2 separate regions of the Rattus norvegicus genome follow, and region 2 is linked to region 1. The links are chromatin contacts, called in public Hi-C maps. All regions are on one chromosome and are shown on one strand. Each heading gives the region's core, a stretch centred on a gene start, on an enhancer-like site or on the middle of the called end of the contact. The rest is flanking DNA. Distances are from core to core; before and after follow the strand shown. Region 1 holds the start of Vcan (versican). Region 2 has its middle 410 kb from the start of Atp6ap1l.

Region 1 (3,594 bases), core at 441-2,940:
GTGCTGGTGTGTTAAATGCAGGGGCTGAAGTCTGTTGTCAAGATGTGGCTTCCACTCTAAACAATAAGTAGGATGAGATTTCAATTTTAGTAATGGCAGCATAATCATTGCATAAAGGTTAAGCCAAACTGATTTCTAAATGGCCCATAGCATAGTTATGTCGCTCATTCTTGTGAGTGCTGCCTTAAAGGGTACATGAAATACACATCCGATATGAAATTATATTGACAAATCTACCACAAGTTTGTCACTTAAGATCTATCATTATATTGGATCTATAAACCTTTGGGGAAAAAATCCACATGCTGAGGAGTCTAGGTTATGAGTTTACAACTGTGGTTGTAGCCAATCTAATTAAAGAAATCCAGAGTAAAGACAAACTTTCTGCGTTAATCACTACCGTTTCTCAAGCCCTGTGCTTGATGTAATTTTCTAAGCAAAACATCCAGAGCCAATAATTACAAGGATATTTCCATATTGGTGTAGGAGGAGAAGTTTGTAATTGTTTCAGTACCCGGAGAGTTACTTTGACATGTCTTTCGAACTTACTTTGTCCTCTCTGCATAAAATCATACTAGACTTCAAAGTAACAGAAAATTCAAAGTCACCCTTTTCTGAGGGGCAGAAATCCTTTGTATTAACTGTTTGACCCTTTGCTCTTTAAGGCCCTAATGGAGTCTTTTGTGATTCAGTGAAGGGTATGCTTCTCTATATTGATGTTGTTTACATCTATGGACAAGCCTGAGTAGGAAAAAAAATGCGAACATGAAAGATTCGGTTTACTGACAAAATGGAAACATTGATAAGTCTAAGAAATCTGAATTAGGCAGAAAATTCTCCAAGAGATCCTGTGACAGAGGGGTGGAAGAAGGAAGGAAGCGAAGTACATTTAAGGAAAGATGCGGATTTGTGTCAGAGAAAGGATTCTCTTTGAATGGGACAAGGGGTTGCCTGGGGGGATTTCCTGTCCAGTCCTTTATTGCCAGGGTCTTTGTGTAGGGCCTGATGCCGCGGGCTCCCCATTGGGCAGTTTCCTAGGGAGAGCAGCCACGAAATGCTTTTGCGTCTCCCTGGGGCTCGGATCTCACTTTCTCAGTATCTCTTTCAGGTTGGCAGGAGCGTTGATCCTGACACCTCTTCTGGTGGGATGAACAAGCTCCGTGGTCACAAAAACACATTATATGCAAGTTCTTGGCTGATTTTATATAGTCCGGTCCGCTACTAAGAACTGACCATACTTAATTGCTCCATGCTTGCGGGCCGCACCAGAGGCTGGGGACTCCCTCCCCCTAATTCAGAAGTAGCAGCGCAGGGCGGGGAAGAGGGGGGTCGGGTGGGGAAGGCTGGGAAGGCAGTTGTTTAAGACTGCACAGCGAGGTGGTACCGAGTCGCCGAATGAGGAGCACGGATTTCCCCCCCAGCCGATTGGTACTTCTCATCAGGAAGAAAAGCTGAGAGGTGGGAGTGCCTGGCGAGGGAGGCAGGCGGTCCCTACCGCAGGCTCTGGGAGCTCCTTTCCGCCCCTCCGCCTGTTTCCAAGCCAGGGCTCTTTGGAGTGGCTGGAGCTGCAGAGCGCTTCAGGAGCCTGTGAATGAACCCTCCTCCTCTCCCTCCTCCTTCTTGCTGAGTCTCCTCCTCAGCTCTGACGGTACAGTGATATAATGACGGTGGGTGTCACAACCCGCATTTGAACTTGCAGGCGAGCTGCCCCGAGCCTTTCTGGGTGAAGAACTCAAGGCGCGCGGGCGCAGCAGCTGCGAGCATTAGGTGCTGAGGACCGGCGCCGGAACCGGGATCAGCCGCGAGCTGCGCATCCTCCCTCCTCTCCAGCTCTGTCCCGCACTCGCCGCATCCTTCCCCAGGCCACCGCGCTTCCTATGTGATCTGCCGGGGCAACGCGGAGCCCATTCTCACAGCTCAGCAGTGAATCTCCCCCCCAAACTGCAGTAAGCCGCCTTTCAAGGTAATCACATTTCTTTTGTTCCCCCATTTAAAAGAAAGGGAGGAAAACTTGTTGGGAAACGAAAACCGCCCAGCTTAGTGGGGGGAAAAGACGTACATTACAATCGGAGGAGGGCTTTAATTAAAGCCAAGAGGACTAGCCCTAAGGAGAAGTTAAGAAAATGTTCGCACTTTGAAACGTGAAGGTAACTTTGAAAGAGGCTTGTTAAAGAGAGGAATTCAGATAGACCCTGGTGCTGAAAAATCTCTAGACAAAAGAAGTCCGGGGTGGGGTAGAGGAAAAGAACGAACGGAATAGGGGGGAAGGAGTTTTGTAGAGAAATCCTAGAAAAGTCCTGCTATCTGGAGTTTGAAGAATGGGAGGGACTCCTCACACCTTGATTTTTGTTGTCTTTAAACTGGTCGAGGCAAAAGTTTGAATGGAGACTCCCCAAACTTGTCCAAATACAAGCCCCTGAAACCACCTTAGGGCAGACCACCTGGCTTCCTGGCTCCTGGTGTGTGGTCAGTATCTCTGGTTCCTGGAAAGCCACCCCTGGGCAGCTCTTGACAAGGTAGCGAGGTACTTTAGCTGCCCCGGACCTGCGCGGACAAGACCGTTCCTCCCCACACCCCACCCCTCAGGCAATGTGGAGGGTTATCTGGCAGGGGTTGGGCTGGGTCCTGGGGCTGCGTTTCTTTGATGACTTGGGGGCTGTCAAAGCTCTCTCGCGTTGCCCCTGTGTTCTTTTGTCCTGCGCGTGGTGCGCCCGAGCCAGCAGGGAAGGCGCAATGGATGGGGGTGGGGTTGTTGGAACACCGTAGAGGTCTGGGAGGCTCCTGGGCGGGAAAGCTTTCCCCGAACCGGAGGGGTGTGCAGTATTTCCCCCCTCGCTCTGGAAAGCGAAATGAGGACTTGTCCCCCGATCTTTACCAGCAAACCAGGACCCAGAGACTTTCCAGACAAAGGTGGCGTGGGGACCCGAGTTGGGGACCAATTGGTCTAGTCTTCTCGCCTGGATTACAGCAGTCCCCAGTTCCCTTCTGTATCTTCTCCCGCTCCCATTTCTCCACTTGAGTTGAGCAACTTTACCCACTAGCGGAGAGTGCGTGCCGGTTTTCCCCGGGGACACCCTGGCTGAGAGAGTCCTAGTGCCACGAGTAGGCGTGGGCACTGCAGAGACTTCTCTAATGCCCGCAGACCCGGGACATCCCGGTTGTCTCGGTTTGTTCTCGGTGTCAATGGGCGTGGACCGCTCAGGGGTTAGACAGAAGAAATAGTGGAAAGAAAATCATGTCATAGCCTAAACTATTTGCTCTCGGATCCAACTACGTTCGCCTCCGCATGTCCTGCGCGTTCTCGGGATCCGGAGGCAAGGGGAAGAAATGTCCCCCGAGGCTGTAGGGCTGTACCGCTGCAAGTACGCCCGCAGTGGAGACTCGCTCTCCGTGTCCCCTCATCTTTGTGTCTCTTTCTCTGGCTCCATCTTCTCTGTCTTCTCTCGTCCCTTTCTACCTCCTCTCCGCTTTTGCGTCCCCTCCCCCACGGCTGACAAATGAATGGCTAGTGTGAAATCCCTTCCTTCTCTGTCCAAGGAGGCAGGCCCAGAGGGAGGAGCAAGGGGTGGGGGGCGGTGCGCTCCTTAAGATCTG
Region 2 (3,327 bases), core at 216-2,715, 790 kb before region 1:
TTGTCCCTGCATTGGCAAACTTTAATCTGCTACATTTTGTATCTAAAATATACAGAAACACACAGATGTAGCGAGAACGGCACAGATACAAATAGGACAGGCAGTGTGGGGATGAAAATCAGACACCTCTGACTAAACTTGGTCTATGCCATGCTTATCACAAATGACACAGTGAAGGCTCCAGAATGCAGGACAACTGCCATCGGGTATCTTATCTCCTAAAAGTCTGTCAGTGGCTTTGTGTTGTCTCTCCTTCTCAATTCTTTTCCGTTCATCTGATTGTGACTGTTAAATCCTCAAGGCTGTATATTTTCTTTGGTTGCATTACTGCCATAGAGGAAGAAATGGACAATTATATTCATATGCCTATTGTGACGGAACTCAGTCTTGTATATTAAGGAAATGATGCCCAAGGTGAATGGCAGTGTTCTCCAGAGGCTGTATGTTACTTCAGTCCATACATGCAGCCTTAGTAGACTAATGCTTTGACAATAGAAAGAGGATATATTTTGTAGACTCAATATATACACATACAGTGTCTTTAATTTACATCTATAGGTGATTTTAAAGATTATTGTTTCATTTGCTTTTATTATAAAGGTTAGCATCTAGACTTCCTTTAAATTATGAGAAATGGAAGACTTTAAATTAGAAATGGAAGACTCGGGGTTGGGGATTTGGCTCAGTGGTAGAGCGCTTGCCTAGCAACCGCAAGGCCCTGGGTTCGGTCCCCAGCTCCGAAAAAAAAAAAAAAGAAAAAAAAAGAAATGGAAGACTCTCATTCTTAGACAAATGGCTCCAGAACATGCACTAGTGGGTTACGAAACACAGTCAGGCACTGGTTAAATTGCCATCAACCAGGAATTCTGAGCATCCCGACTGAACATATGCATGGAATCCTGAAAAAAGCTTTAGAAATTTAGTACTACAGTTCTATGTTTAAATAACTTCAGAGTTGATCTACAATGAAGGCACTTCTAGGTTTAAGCAAAATAGCAATTAGTTTCTCAATTTTTAAAGGAGGCCTATTTTGTGTAGCTGAATATAATTTTTTTTAAAAATACTCTTCTCCAAGGCAGTTTAATTTTGAGCAGAATTTGAGTGAAGAAGTAAAAGCAAATCTCAAAGATGCTTCTTCAGTGGTAACATGGATCCTGGAGTACATACAGCCTCAGAGCCATTTGGCAGTACCTCACATTCAGAAGGGCCAGCCAAGGAGGCACATAGACAGGCTGTTTCAGAGAGATCAGCCTAAACAAGTATCAGTTCTCAGACCTAATTTCCCATGTCAGAAGCCCTCTGTAAATCCCCGAGTTCCTGTAGTAAGAAGTCTGTCCCTTATTAGTTTCTTTGCATGTTATCATGAAATGTGAGGGAATGGCAAAAACCACGGTCAAGGATACCCATGGTGACACTGGCTTAAGCAGGCATAGGGCGCGGCTGGAGTATGTTTCTGCTCAAAACTGGGTTAGAAATGTGACCTAATGCTTGAAGTCTGTCACTCCCAAGGAGGAGGAAGCTGTGCAGAGTGCTGGTGATGATGGCAGGTTGCCACTCCAACTGAATTGCACAATCAGCTTCTAGGACATGCATTCTCTCTCTCTCTCTCTCTCTCTCTCTCTCTCTCTCTCTCTCTCTCTCTCCCCCTCTCTCTCTCTTTTCTCTCTCCTCTCAGAAGTCAGTAAGCCACACTAGAGGGCAGGCTAACCTAGACCTTTATTTTCCCCTGAGAACAAGAATGTACTCTCTGTGTTTGATATAATGTATTATAGAAATAGAAGCCTACAGTTCAAAAAGACTGTGGCACTCTACTTTTGGCGACAGAGTTTGTGCTTTTTGCTCTATGTCTATTTTATTCTGTCCTTGGAACATGTAAAGACAGCATCATTTTAAGTAAAGCTTAAAGAAAACTAGATCAACGAAAGGCAATGAAAATAGTGAATAACATGTGTTATTAATATGAATTAATTAATGTTATATTATGAGAAATTAATATTATCAGAACAAAGTAATATTATTAGAAAACTGGCATTTCTTGACCAGTAACATCTTCTGCATATGAACAGGGGATACAGAAGACATTGTCACTCTGGTGCAAGTCAGATGCACAATGCTGGTTTGTATCTAATATCCTGCTTCTATTTCTTTTGTCTTCTGTGTGGCACTTTAGGAATCGAGACTGTAAACTGTGTAAAGTGGGCTGTCTCAGGAACAAGGTTAGCATTCTTTCTGCTAGGCTCACCCCATGCTGCCTCAGACTCCTCAGGCCTCACAAGGATTTTAGGATGTAGTGGAGAGTTACATGAAAATTCCACACTGAACACTGGGTGTATGTATTGTTAGAATGTCGCTTGCTAGCCACAACTGGCTGTTTATTATTATTGAAAATACCCACGTGGAAGATTAGCCTATTCTGCATATACTATGTGCTGGTCCAGCTTCTCAACACACATGGTGACAACAGGATATGCACAGCAGTCGATTTCTCAAAGAGGATTGTGACACGCAATTCTTCAGTCTGAGAAGTGTCCAGATCTGTAGCCACAGCCAAATATAGTAGCACAGTTCAGTAATCCCAGCATCTGGGAAGACAAGGCAGGAGGATTATCAAAACTTTGAAAATGGCATGGGCTACACGGGAAGCCATTTTCTTACACATAAAGAGACAGAAACAAAATCAAAACAAGAAACAAACCTGTAGTCTGCCGGCTGGAGACAGTGGCGCGGTTTCGTATCTGAGTGTAAAGACCTAAAAGCCATGAGAGCTGAGGATGTAATGTTATGTCTGAGTCAGAGGCTGAGAGAAGCAGCTGACGCTGCAGCATATAGCAGGATGGGTGCTCTGGAGTTCTTGCTCGCCCAGTCAGGCCTTCAGCAGACCAGATGAATCTTCTCTGACTCTTGCTTTATTGCTTTTCTGGGTCTACAGATCCAAATGTTAATTTCATCCAGAACCAATCTCCCAGACACAACTAGAATAATGTTTTCCCCAAATCTGGGCACCTCAAGGCCCAGTGCCACAGAAGTCTAATTATCACAGCTACTCTCTTGCTTTGTGTTTACTTTTATGCTTTAGAGAATGCAAAAAAAAAAAAAGAAAAACAAAAATCCTGCTCTGCAAGCATCATTTCAATTGGTCCCCACTTGTAACCTGTGACCTAGGATGTGTATGTTCAGATCATCACAATAGCTTACTGTGGTCAGAAGAAAAATTTTGAACCAAGAGCAATCTTCATGCGCCTTACAAAAATGAAGCATAGATAGGTTTCGTAATTTGAACAATATGAAATTTATGTTACTTTTTTCTAACTCTTAGTCATAGGCTTA

Evidence for each region. A called contact is a pair of places that touch in the nucleus more often than the background predicts.
Region 2: a Hi-C map of the A7r5 cell line shows a contact between it and region 1, with 6 times the contacts expected there. The contact joins the enhancer-like site here to the promoter of Vcan in region 1. A contact is called at or near these places in 4 of 12 Hi-C or Micro-C datasets (the A7r5 cell line, the Rat2 cell line, Schwann cells and 1 more) and 1 of 1 datasets of contacts at active chromatin or transcription factors (oligodendrocytes).

The regions. Positions count from the first base shown.
Region 1 is chr2:22,593,953-22,597,546 of GRCr8, reverse strand. Vcan (versican) reads left to right here and starts at 1,690. Exons shown (of 15, transcript NM_001170558.1): 1 at 1,690-1,963.
Region 2 is chr2:23,388,944-23,392,270 of GRCr8, reverse strand. No RefSeq gene overlaps it. Among named protein-coding and RNA genes, the nearest start is that of Atp6ap1l, 410 kb to the left of the region's middle. Within about 2 kb of position 1,465, at least 13 of the 93 cell types and tissues checked have an H3K27ac peak or open chromatin away from gene starts, as enhancers often do. A contact at or near this core is called in the A7r5 cell line and Schwann cells, where this site is marked.